Regions from separate parts of the Sus scrofa genome. Here region 2 is linked to region 1. A link is a contact called in public Hi-C data. All regions are on one chromosome and are shown on one strand. Each heading gives the region's core, a stretch centred on a gene start, on an enhancer-like site or on the middle of the called end of the contact. The rest is flanking DNA. Distances are from core to core; before and after follow the strand shown.

Region 1 (5,840 bases), core at 2,163-4,662:
GGCCACCCTTCACAATGTCTTTGGATGCTGCTTTCTTTGGCTATTGACCCCACGATGCCCATGGCGGGTACCTCTCTGGAGCTGCTGGAAACCTTCAACAGGCGATCAGTGTATTCCTTGGCCTTGTCATGGCAGCCTATGAGCCAGAGGAAGAGGCCGGCATGGTACAGTGCAGTGCCGCTGGCTGTCTTGCGGATTTCCTTCAGGCTACTCTCAAGCTCCTGAATCGCCTCTCGGTCTGGGAATCCGAGAGAGGAGGAAGAGAACAAGTTAGGATGCGGAGGTCTTTCTGGTCCTGTAGGGGACACTGAGGACCCAGGGGACTGCCCCCGCACACTCTGGGCTCCCTCAACACATGGAGCCGACTACATGACAGTCGAGGGTCTGGGAACCAGCAACACTGGCTCCCGTGATGCCATGGGAGCTGCCCAGGCCTGGACTTGGGTTTGAGGTTTGAGATTTATTTTTTTCTCCTCTGTGCCCAGCACTTTGTTGTGCAGACGATTCCAACCTCAACTCCCCATCTCTACAATCCATTCTGGGTAGGGAAACAGCAGTGTGTACACGGTATCTCGGAATCGCTCCCTGACTTTAGAGAGGTGGAGATTAAGGGTAGAACTGTTTATACTGGCTTGGTTTTTCTTGATAGGATCTTGGCAAAAGAAAACAGGGTATCTCCCCAGCTCTTGGGTTCTGGAAGGAGGATTCCTCCCACTGTCATGCTCTCTGCCTGTGGCTCCCATTCAATTGTGTATTGGATCTTCTTTGAGGTCTCCAGGGGGAGGGGACCGGCAGCCAGTTATCACCAGCCAAGGGGATCTGCAGTCACAGGTGCACACACCTCTTGCAGCAGCCTGCAAGGGGCTATGTCTCTGGAGTGGGGCTCCTTTCCCCCGCTAGGCCATGCCAAGCTGAGCACAGCTTCACTCACCGATGGTTTCACAGCACTTGTGAGCATAAATGAGGGCCATGGTGGAGCACAGGGACACGTCTGGGTGATTCCGGATGCTCTCCAGGCTGCTGATGGCATCCTGGATGCGCTCTGCAAAGACAGCCCACATGGTTATGCCCTGGGCTCCATGCTCAGAGGGTAGGCGGCTCCATGGCAGACATACACTTGACCCAAGTCTTGGTACCATCTGACCCAAGGTTGGACTAACTGGTCCAAAAGTTCCCTAATAGCACAAGTTCCCTGAAGGCTGAAGCTTTCTGAAAGGGTTGCTGGCACCATGGCCCAGGAAGCCAGGGGATTGAGGGCTTGGAGCTGAGAGATGTATGTACGTGTAAGCGCTCACAGGGATACTTGTGGGTGGGTTCTGAAGAAGGACCCCTGGGAAGTTCCAACTAGCTGTTCAGAGCCACCAATTATATTTATTTTTTTGTGTCCACAGACTTTGACCATGGGCAGCTCAGCAGGCCCCTGGCCCAGGACCACTTTCCGAATGTCAGTGAGTCAGCACCTGCATCGGCCCCACTCCTCTCCCTGATCCTGTCCCATAACTGCCTGTGCCCACACCTATCACTTCTTCCCTTTCCTGCACTACCAGCTCTCAGCTTCCAAGCCTGGAATTGGTTCAATAATCATGCAGTCACCTCTCCACCCACTCCTTTTACAGACAGAGAAACCGAGGTGTAGAGCAGGGGTAGTGAGCTCTCTGAGGTCTCAAAAGTCAACTAGATATGGATTACACAGCCTTCTGCGGATGAACCTGGGACTCTAGTCACTGCGTATAAGACTGTTTCCATGGGAATATGACTGGGGTAGAAGTAGGCATCCAGGTGGAGCCAGCGCACCAGTGCGCTGTTGACAAGTTGACGAATTGACAAGTCCTTACCTTCCATGAGGACTCCATAGGCTTTAAAGAACTGCAGCACGGGATCATTGTTGAATTTTTCCAGGCCCACAGCTGCAGCCTGCTGCATGTGGCGGAAATACCTTTCTTGGCAGTAGTAAATGATTCCAGCCTATGAGAAGGAAGACACAGGTGCAACAGCCCCAGTTCTTTCTGTCTCTGTTCTAACCCACTGCCTCCTCTATTCCCTTCTCCCTCTCCATTTCTGTAAAGAGAAGAGAAAGACTATTCAGGCCTTATCCTGTTCCTTCTCAGCCCTAGGAACAGCTCCATATATTTTCCCTGGGAAGAAGTTTGGAGATATTTGTTTTGGAATTAACCACAGATTCTGGTTCAAATGTGATAGAGAATTCAATTTAGGTTTTGCCTTAGGAATGGAATAAGGGGGAAGAGAGAGGACTGATAATAAGAATCATGACACCAATAGAGTAACAAGTTACTGTGAGCTAACCACCTGTTGGGAAGTATATCAAGGGCTTTACCCATTATCTTATGCATTATCCTCTCCCTATCCTTCACAGTTAAGGAAGCCAAAGCCCAGGGAAGCTGTGGCTTGACAAAGGTCGCACAATAATAGGGGCTGAAATTTCAAAGTGAAGTCTCACTTCCCCTAAGGTTTGTGGGGGTTGGGGTTGGGGATAGATGTGGTTGGATTGTATACAGCCTTGTGGGCCATATGAAAGAGCGCAGACATCATCCTGAGGGTAAGAGGAAGCAGCTGGAATGGTTTTAAGCACAGAGGAGTGGAGGGAAAGTATTCAGATGGTTGCTGTTGTTGTTGGTGGTAGTGGTGGTAGGGTACTGCTGGTGAAGAGAGCTGAAGCAAGGAAACCAGTTGGGAGGGGACAGTCGTAGGTGCCTGGAGGGGAGATGGTGGTGATCCTGGGCTAGGAGATAAAAAGTGGATGATTTCAGGAGATAGTTAGGAGCTGACAGTTCCTGCCCATACACAGAATCTGGAGATGAGTATGGGGAAGAATAATAGCTGGGGGATCAAATGGTGGTGACATCCACTGGGGTGAAGGACACAAGAGGCACAGGCAGGGGGAGGGGAGATAATGGCAAGGTGATGGAGATAGCTTTTTACACTTTAGTTTGGAGGAGCTCGGGGATAGGACTGGGTGGGGATGATAATGAGGGGCTCAAAGTACACAGAGAACCCTAGAGAGGATCCGCTCGCCACGGAAAGAGACAAGAAGGGACCATGACCGCCTGAAGAGGCTGAGGACAGTGAAATATGGGTAGGGGGGATGGTAAGAGCGGTCATAGAAGTGACAGGAGAGATGCAAGGCGCGGGGGATCACCGGGCCAAGGGTGGAGAGTCCTGGGTGGGAGTGCCGGGACCACGCACCATAAGAGAGGAGTCATTGTTGCTCATCTCCAGGCGCCCACGGCTCCGAGTCCGGGCCTGGGGGTGCCTTGCGAAGCTGGATTCTCAAATCAGGGTCCAGGACACACCTCTCTGGGCCGGAAGTCGGAGGCGCGCGCGTCCTTGGAAACAGAGCTGCCGGCCGCTTGCTAGGGGCGTCAGAGTCGGGTGGGCGTGGCCACTCACCCACGTGACAGGCGCTGCTAATCGAGCGCGGAGAGGGCGACTCCGCGCAAGTGACGCCTAAGTCGGCCTCCAGGGTGGGCTCCGCGATTCTGGACACCCGCGCGGGAGCCAACTGTGACCATGGGCCTGGGCGCCAGCGCCGAGCAGCCCGTGGGCGGCACTGAGGGCTTCCACCTGCACGGGGTGAGTCGCCCCCGCGGCGCTGGTGAACTTGGAGCAGCGCCTACAGCTACCCCCCGGACGCCCGATCGCCGGCCCGGGGGCTGCAGTGACCGGGTCCCGGCTCTATTGTGGCTGCCCGGGGGAGGATGGTGTCCCTTTCCGGTGGGAGCCGCCGGCGAGAAGCGACCCCGCGGCCTTCCTGGGCCCCAGCCGGTCTGCGGCCGCGGTCCGCTCGGCGCCAGCCCCGAGTGCCAACTCTGCAGGAAGCGGGAGCGTTTCCTGGTCGGGTCAGGCCGCCCCGAAATGGCATTTCTGGCGGGTGAAAAGTGAGTGCACCAGGTCCGTACGGGACGCATTTGTGCACTTGGGTCACATTTATGATCGCCTGCTGTGCACCTCACTCTGTGCTAGGCCTGGACAGAGAGCCAGCAACGCTGAGGCCCCGGCGATCCCCGTCCTTGGAACCAGGGGATCTGGGTAACCTAGTGGACGCCAACTTCCAGGGAGCACGCCAGCGCGCATCTCGTCTGTGGTGGGATCGAAGGGCTTACGGGGGGTTGAGGACCAGTGAGAATCAGCCAGGAAAAGTGGGAGCGGGAGAGCCAAGAGAATGTGGCAGAGGGCTTGGGGAGAGTTTGCAGCAGGGGTAGGGTTCCCAGGTGGAACTTTGCAAAGAAGCGGGGTAAGGCCACGGCTGAGAATGTGCCCTCGGTGTGGCCCCAAAGGGGCCAGGATGAGCAGTCCTGGGGAAAGTAGAGATGGGTTGGGTTTTTAGAGTCTGAAGGTGAGGAGGGGGGCCCGAAGCCAGATGGAGATTTGGGGTGTTTTGTACAGCGGAGAAGGAGGGGTTGTAACAGAGTTGACAAGGGCAGGAGGGTCTCTGCCTTCACCCTTGTGTGCTGTTGATGACTGCAGAGATGGGGGTAAGCAAGCCAGCTTGTCAGTTTGGTAGTGGCTGTTGAGTGGTCTCTTTATTGTTATGGGAGATTCTGTTAACAACTATGAGGTTAGGGGGCGGGGGTTAAAGGAGGGGTTTCCTAAAAGGAAAGCCAGGACAGGCACCTGCCTGGAAAGGTCTATAGTGAAATGCCGGCAGCCAGAAGAGTCTTCCAACAGGTTTGATGGAAGGCAAATTGAGAATATTGACAAGGAAAGGGGACAATGGTAAGAGCGAGGACAGGAAGGGCCTACTGGAAAGGGACAGAGTAGAGAGTGAGGAATTGGAGATCTTCCTTCACAAAAGTTTTTTTGTTTCATACGTGTAACTTTATTTAAAATTGTTTCAATTGAGGTATAGTTGATATACAATATTATATGTGTGCGCAATATAGTGGTTCACAATTTTTAAAAGTTATACTTCATTTATAGTTATTATAAAATATTGGTTATATTCCCTGTGCTGTATAATATATCCTTATAGCCAAAACAGTGATTTTTGAGCACGTGCTCTGTGGCAGGTAGAATTCTAGGCACCAAAGATAAAGCAATGAACAAAACAGACTTCGTCCCTATTCTCATGGAGCTTACATTTGGATGCTGGCAGGGAGAGGAGGGACACAGACAAGAAATAGAAATATATGGTAGGTGGTGATCCTTGCTAGGGAGAAAAAGAAATAGGATAAGCAGATGCAGAATGAAGAGTGGATGCCGTTTTAGATGGGTCAAGAAAGGCCTCTGATCAAGTAACATTTGAACAGACACCTCGCAAGGAAGTGAAGTGTGGACAATACCGATATTTGGGGGGAGAGCATTGTGGGCATAGGGGGGCCCTGAGGTGGGATTGTGTTTGTGCTTGAGGAGAAGCAAGGAGTTGGGGCTGGTGTGCTTGGATGGTGTGGCCTGTGTAAGGAAAGTGGTAATGGAGAGGCCAGGTTGTGTGGGGCCTTGCATGTTGTATTGAGGGTTTCGGATTTTGTTCTAGATGTGGTGCCATCAGGAGGTTTTAAATGGAGGTGTGACATTAACTATTTAACGTTTTGAAAACCGAAGAGCAAGTGTGCTGCCTTCTCTGCATTTGGGGGTTCCCACTGTGTGCCAGGCACAGCGAAGTCGCTGCCTTCAGCAAGCTCACAGCAGTGGAGGATTCACCAGGAAATGTTGCAGGGCAGCGGGCAGGAGCGGGCTGTGAGTCGGATTTCCTGAGGTCAGACTGTTGTTGAATAACAGAGCTTTTCCTCCCCTGTCAGTTGGGGTTGGTGAGAGGGTTAAATGGGGGAAGCCAGTGGTGCAGTGCCCTGGTGCCCAGCCAACCCTCAGGAGGTGGAAGCTGC
Region 2 (5,840 bases), core at 2,279-4,778, 160 kb before region 1:
TGAGCTACCTGTGTCAGTACAGTGTGGTGAGGAAGACTCAGATTCCAAAGTCAACTGCAGCGCCAGTTGCTGAACTGTGCGCCTTTCTGTGCCTTTGCATCCTTGCTATAAAATGGAAACCATACCAGTGCTGTTTGAGTATTAAACAAGGTAACAACTGTAAAGCGCTTAGCATAGAGCTTGGCACACAGTGAACATTAATAACTAGGATGATGATGATTAAGTTTCACCTGTTATTATCTCTGCATCTCTGTTTTCTTGGTTGTAAAGTGGAGATAATCATGCCTAATGAACTTGCTTTATAGGGTTCTATGAGGTCTACAAGACATGATGAATGTGAAAGCAGGTTGTAAACCTGGGAAGCCCCTTATTAAGTCCAAAAATGACTCCTCAGTTCCACAGCCTAGCTGGGGGGGGTGTCTGAATTTTTTTTTTTCTTTTTCCGGTCACACTGGCAGCATGTGTAATTTCCCAGGCCAAGGATCAAACCTGTGCTACAGGAGTACCACAAGCCATTGCAGTGACAAGGATGGAACTTTAACCCGCCGTGCCACTGGGGACTCCTATGGGAGTCTGATTTTAAACAGCCTTTACAAATTCAGAATTGGGAAGGGGGTGTCTCTAACTCCATCACTGAACGAGGCGAGAACCAGCTTCAGCATTCTTTTCCTGGGTAAACTCTGACTTCAGCTCTATTTTATCATCTCTGCGACCAGCTGAGAACACCCAGTTCGCAAGCCAAGAATTGAGGGTCAAATGAGACTCTGACTATAGCATGCCTGGCACAGAGTCTGCCTGACTCAGGGCTATGGAAGGGACCTTGCTGCCCACACCAGCATCAGCCAGGCCTAGGACAGCAGTTCATGTAGAAACCACAAGGGGGAGCCCAAGGCTTCCATTTAGGAAATGGTTTCCCCCTCCCCAACTCCCCCACCCTGGCCTCCTCCACCTGCCTAACAACCCTGGCCATTGGTTGGTTCCCTCACAAGCTGCTCTCCCAGGGCTAAAAGAAAGCCCTTAGGAGAGTGATGGTTGTCCACCCTGAGGCTTCTCAGAGGCATTGCTCTGGTTGGTAATATGCGGAGAAACAGCCAGACACCACATGTATGTAAATTTCTAAACTGTACCTGCTGAGTGGCCTTGTGTTATTCCTTTAACCGCCTTGGGCCTAGTTCCCTGCCCTGAAAAGGGGCTGGTGCCTGCGGGAAAGCTTTGTAAACCATGGCCTGAGCTGCACATGCCGTCATAGCCATCCTCCTCATTGTTCCCAATCAGTGGGCTCAACCATATGGGATTCCCTAACATAGGAAACAAGGACAGACTCCCCTGTTGGCTGCCTGACCATGAAGTTCCCATCTGACATCAGAGATGCTCAGAGAGGGCAACTCTGCAACAACGAAATGGCTAACCACCCCTGCCACGAAGCGCCATCTGACATGCTTTACATGTGTCATTGCTAACCCTCACAGCAACCTTGCCACATGGATTACTAGCCTGATCGCAGACACTTGGAACAATCCACCACCCAACATTTCAGAAGGGCTTAATTTAAGCTTGCTTCTGGGAGCCACTCAATTCTATAGCAGTGCAACAGCAGAGGCCTTATTCCTAGATAAATTAGTCTCCTGGCATACGGTAGCAATGCTCTTTTTCAATATGTGATTCATTTTCTCAATTTTTCTTGTTGAGTGTGACTCCAGGATGAATGTAGTTTCCAACCCACATGCAATGCTTTAGATCCCTGCTGGGTTATCCTGGGGACAGGAGCAGGCTCACCATCACTTTGAAGGGCTTTGAAGGGGGTAGGCAATCCAACTCAGGGAATAATTTCTTAAGGAGGGCTTTAACTACTTTAGAGGATTTTTCTGTCCAGGTGGAATACACATCCACCCATCCAGAAGAAACGTCCACAAACACTAACAAGCATCTGAAGTTTCCTGCAGCTCAAGGCATTTGAGTAAAGTCTATCTGCCAGTCCCAGTGGGGCAGGCTCCTCTATATTGAATTTCCCTGGGGGTGGGGGAATCCAGCAGTAGTCTTGGATTATTTTTAGCACAAATTCTAGCCTGGCCAAGAAGATAGCCTGACACTGAGGCCAGGGGAAGACTGAGAAAGGAAACTGGGCAGTGGACTTCCTCAAATGCCAGCAGGTCACCCAGCTTGGGGCACTGCTGTCCCACTCACAGCTGGTCCTGGCTGGAGAGTCTGTGTTGGGGATGAGGAGCGGTATGTGGGGGCGGGGGGACGGGGAGCTTGCAGTTCAGTCCTCCCCTTAGGACCACAGTGACTAGAGCCAGGGTTGTGCTGGGCACAGGTGGTGAGAAGGGCAGTGAGGAGCCAGGGAAGGCCTGGGGGGGGTGTCATCAACCACTCAATAAACACATGTACTGAGGGCCTACCTATTCCAGACACTGGCTAGGCCCTGGGAAGGGGTGACCAGGAGGAGTCTTGGCCTTGAATGTGACTCGGGCAGGTAAGGAAGTGGTAGGAAAGCAGTGTGGCCATGGTGGTTGAGATTCTAGTTCCAGTCAGAGAACCATTTGGCCAGGGTTGGGGGAAGGATCACAGCCTGGAAATCAGGACCCAACTGGGTGGCACATCCCACTGGAGCAGCCTGGACCACTGCCCATCAGATACACAACATGGGCTTAACTGCAGGGTACAGGGAACCACAAAGAGCCTTAAAGGAGGGAGTTGAGGGGAAACATGCTATTGAGTGCCCACCAGGTGCCAGGCACTCTGTAGGTGCTTTCTGTGCCAATGCCTCTCAAACTCAATATGTTGACCATCTCCTAAGAACGTCATTAAAATGCAGTCTCTATATTCCCTATCTTGTAATAACCTATAGAGGAAAATAATCTGAAAAAGAATACATATATGCATAACTGAATCACTTTGCTGTATACCTGAAACACTATAAATCAACTATACTTCAATAAATAAAATTTTTTGTTTTTATAAAACAATATAGGCATACCTTAGAAATATCGTGGGTTTGGTCCCAGACCACCGCAATAAAGCAGATGTCATAATAAAGCGAGTCACATGGGAAAAAAAAATAAAGATACATAGAGGTGAATTTTCTTTATCATGAATAAAATCTATAAGGCATCGAAAAGGAAAAAAAAAAAAGCAGAGTCTTACTTCAAGAGGCCTAGGGCAGGGTCTGACGTGCTACATTTCTGATAAGTTCCCAGCTGGGACCACACTCTGAAGAGAAAATCTGTAGCTCAGCAAACCTGCACCCCAGTGAGTATTATGGGCTCCCTTTTACTGGCAGGAAAACTGAGGCTCAGTTCCTGGGCTTTCTTGAAGCATATCATTAAGGAGAGCTGCACTGTTCCCTGCCCTCCACTCACATTGGGGTAGGGGTAGATAACACAGCCCCCAAGCTATCACTCCCTCCAAACCCCTCCTGGTCTGTCCCCAGGCTTGTGTGTGCCCCTAGGCTCCCAGGTTTGTGAATTCAGACCCTCCTGTCTCAGCTGGCCTCTAGCCTGGAGCTTCTGAACTTGCGTGGGCAGCATCTAAACATAGTCTACCTCACAGGAAACCAGACACTATTGGCTAACTTTGCAAATAAGGAGGGAGGGAAAGGGAAATACTCTCTGGTAGAGTCTTCGCAGGACAGGGTGGCGGATTGGCACATCCAGAAGTTCCCTCCCCAGGTCCAGCCCAGGTAAGAGAAGAGGATGTGGTTAGCACCTGAGGGTGCCCTGTGGGTGCCAGGTGGGGGAGGCACTTTGGTCAGAGGTCAAAGTGGGTTAAAGAGGCTGGTTTGCTTCACATCCTAACAAGCGATACCATTTTCCTGAGGATACTGCAACCTAAATGTCCAAGGGGCTTGGGAGAAGTGGGGAGAGGACAGTGGGTAATTAGATCATTTATGATCTGCTCAATGTGATGCAATATGATTAAAAGCATTAGTAATTACATTTCAGGGACATGGAGAAATGCTCATTTTAAAAAAGCATCACTTAAAATTGTATCAGGGAGTTCCCATCCTGGCTCAGCAGAAATGAATCTGCCTAGTATCCAAGAGGACGCAGGTTCAAGCCCTGGCCTCGCTCAGTGGGTTAAGAATATGGTATTGCCATGAACTGTGGTGTAGGTTACAGACTCCACTTGGATCTGGCATTGCTGTGGCTGTGGCACAGGCAGGTGGATACATTCTGATTCAGCCCTAACCTGGGAACTTCCATACGCCATGGATGCAGCCCTAAAAAAGACAAAATAAAATAAAATTGTATCAGATTTCCCTGGTGGCTCAGAGGTTTAAGGATCCAGCGTTGTCACTGTAGTGGCTCAGGTTGCACTATGGCATGGGTTCAGTCCCTGGCCTGGGAACTTCCACATGCCACAGGTATAGACAAAATAATAATAATAACAATAATAATAAAAAAATAAAATTGCATCTGCCCATGATTACATGTAGGATGAATAAACAAGGTCCTACTGTATAGCACAGGGAACTATATTCAATATTGTATAATAAACCATCAGGGAAAGTAATATGAAAAAGAATATACATTAAAAAACTAAATCATGGAGTTCCCGTCATGTCACAGTGGTTAACGAACCCGACTAGGAACCATGAGGTTGCGGGTTCAGTCCTTGCCCTTGCTCAGTGGGTTAAGGATCCGGCATTGCCGTGAGCTGTGGTGTAGGTTGCAGACGCGGCTTGGATCCCGCGTTGCTGTGGCTCTGGCGTAGGCTGATGGCTACAGCTCCGATTCGACCCCTAGCCTGGGAACCTCCATATGCCGCGGGAGCGCCCAAGAAATAGCAAAAAGACAAAAAAAAAAAAAAAAAAAAAAAAAAAAAAAAAAAGCTAAATCACTTTGCTATTCAGCAGAAATCAACACATTGTAAATCTGGTATAAAATAAAATAAATTTTTTTAGAAAGGTAAAATCACATCTGGATGATACTGAGGAATTATTAACTTTTTAAGGTGAGAAATAACATTGAAGTTATTTTTAAATAATTTTATTTTTGTCTTTCTTATTGTTTTAGAGATTCACACTTAGTTAAGTTTATGGGTAAAATGTCATGACATCTGGATTTATTTTAAATAATCCAGTAGGGCATAAAGTGAGGAATAGATAAAATACTGATCATGAGTTGCGAATTATGGAAGCTGGGTGGTGAGTGCGTCGGGGTCCTCTCTGCTTTTTTATGTTCAGGAATTGTATAATAAAATGCTTTTAAAATAGTATTTTCATTTTAGATATAAATATACTCTATATTAATATTAAAAATATGCATAAAGATAGGATGAGAAAGCTAAAAGCTAGCTGTGGTTAGCTCTGGGAAGCCGGATTGTAGATAGTTTTGTGTTTTATCTTTCCTTTCCACGTCATGCTTTTTTGTGCCATCTGCATTTTATATTTCATTTTTTTGTCTGCACCCAGCACATGGAGTTCCTGAGCCAGGGATGGATCAAATACGAGCTGCAGCTACAACTTACGCTGTAGCTGCAGCAATGCCAGATCCTTGACCCACTGAGGGGATAGAACCCACACCTTAGCAGCAACTCAAACCATTGCAGAGACAACGCCAGATTCTTAACCCACTGTAGTACCACAGTGTGAACTGCCCCATCTATATTTTTGTGAGCATCTATTGCATTTATAATGAAAACTATTTTCAAAACAAACTGCTGACACAACTCTGATGTTCCATATTGATGTATGCTGTTGGGACACTCGGGCTCAGAAGGTCTGTGTCATTGGAAAACACAATCATCAGAAAGAAAGTATGAGCAGACACACATGTGGATGCAAAACGGGAGGAAAGACATCTGGCGCCACAGCTGGCTGGGGCCTGTCACTTCTCACT

What was found. Hi-C and Micro-C count contacts between places; a contact is called where the count stands out from the background.
Region 2: a contact with region 1 is called in a Hi-C map of alveolar macrophages, with 2.5 times the contacts expected there. The contact joins the promoter of CX3CR1 here to the promoter of GORASP1 in region 1. A contact is called at or near these places in 1 of 5 promoter capture datasets (fetal skeletal muscle), 8 of 47 Hi-C or Micro-C datasets (alveolar macrophages, blood, embryonic fibroblasts and 5 more) and 2 of 2 datasets of contacts at active chromatin or transcription factors (alveolar macrophages and skeletal muscle).

The regions. Positions count from the first base shown.
Region 1 is chr13:23,795,080-23,800,919 of Sscrofa11.1, reverse strand. It overlaps GORASP1 (Golgi reassembly-stacking protein 1), which reads left to right and starts at 3,412. Exons shown (of 9, transcript XM_003132121.4): 1 at 3,412-3,591. The coding sequence starts at 3,529. It overlaps TTC21A (tetratricopeptide repeat protein 21A), which reads right to left and starts at 3,402. Exons shown (of 28, transcript XM_021071679.1): 1 at 3,205-3,402; 2 at 1,836-1,965; 3 at 932-1,042; 4 at 72-238. The coding sequence starts at 3,231.
Region 2 is chr13:23,955,255-23,961,094 of Sscrofa11.1, reverse strand. It overlaps CX3CR1 (CX3C chemokine receptor 1), which reads left to right and starts at 3,528. Exons shown (of 2, transcript XM_003358374.4): 1 at 3,528-3,679. It overlaps LOC110256576 (a long non-coding RNA gene), which reads right to left. Exons shown (of 3, transcript XR_002338216.1): 3 at 5,598-5,840.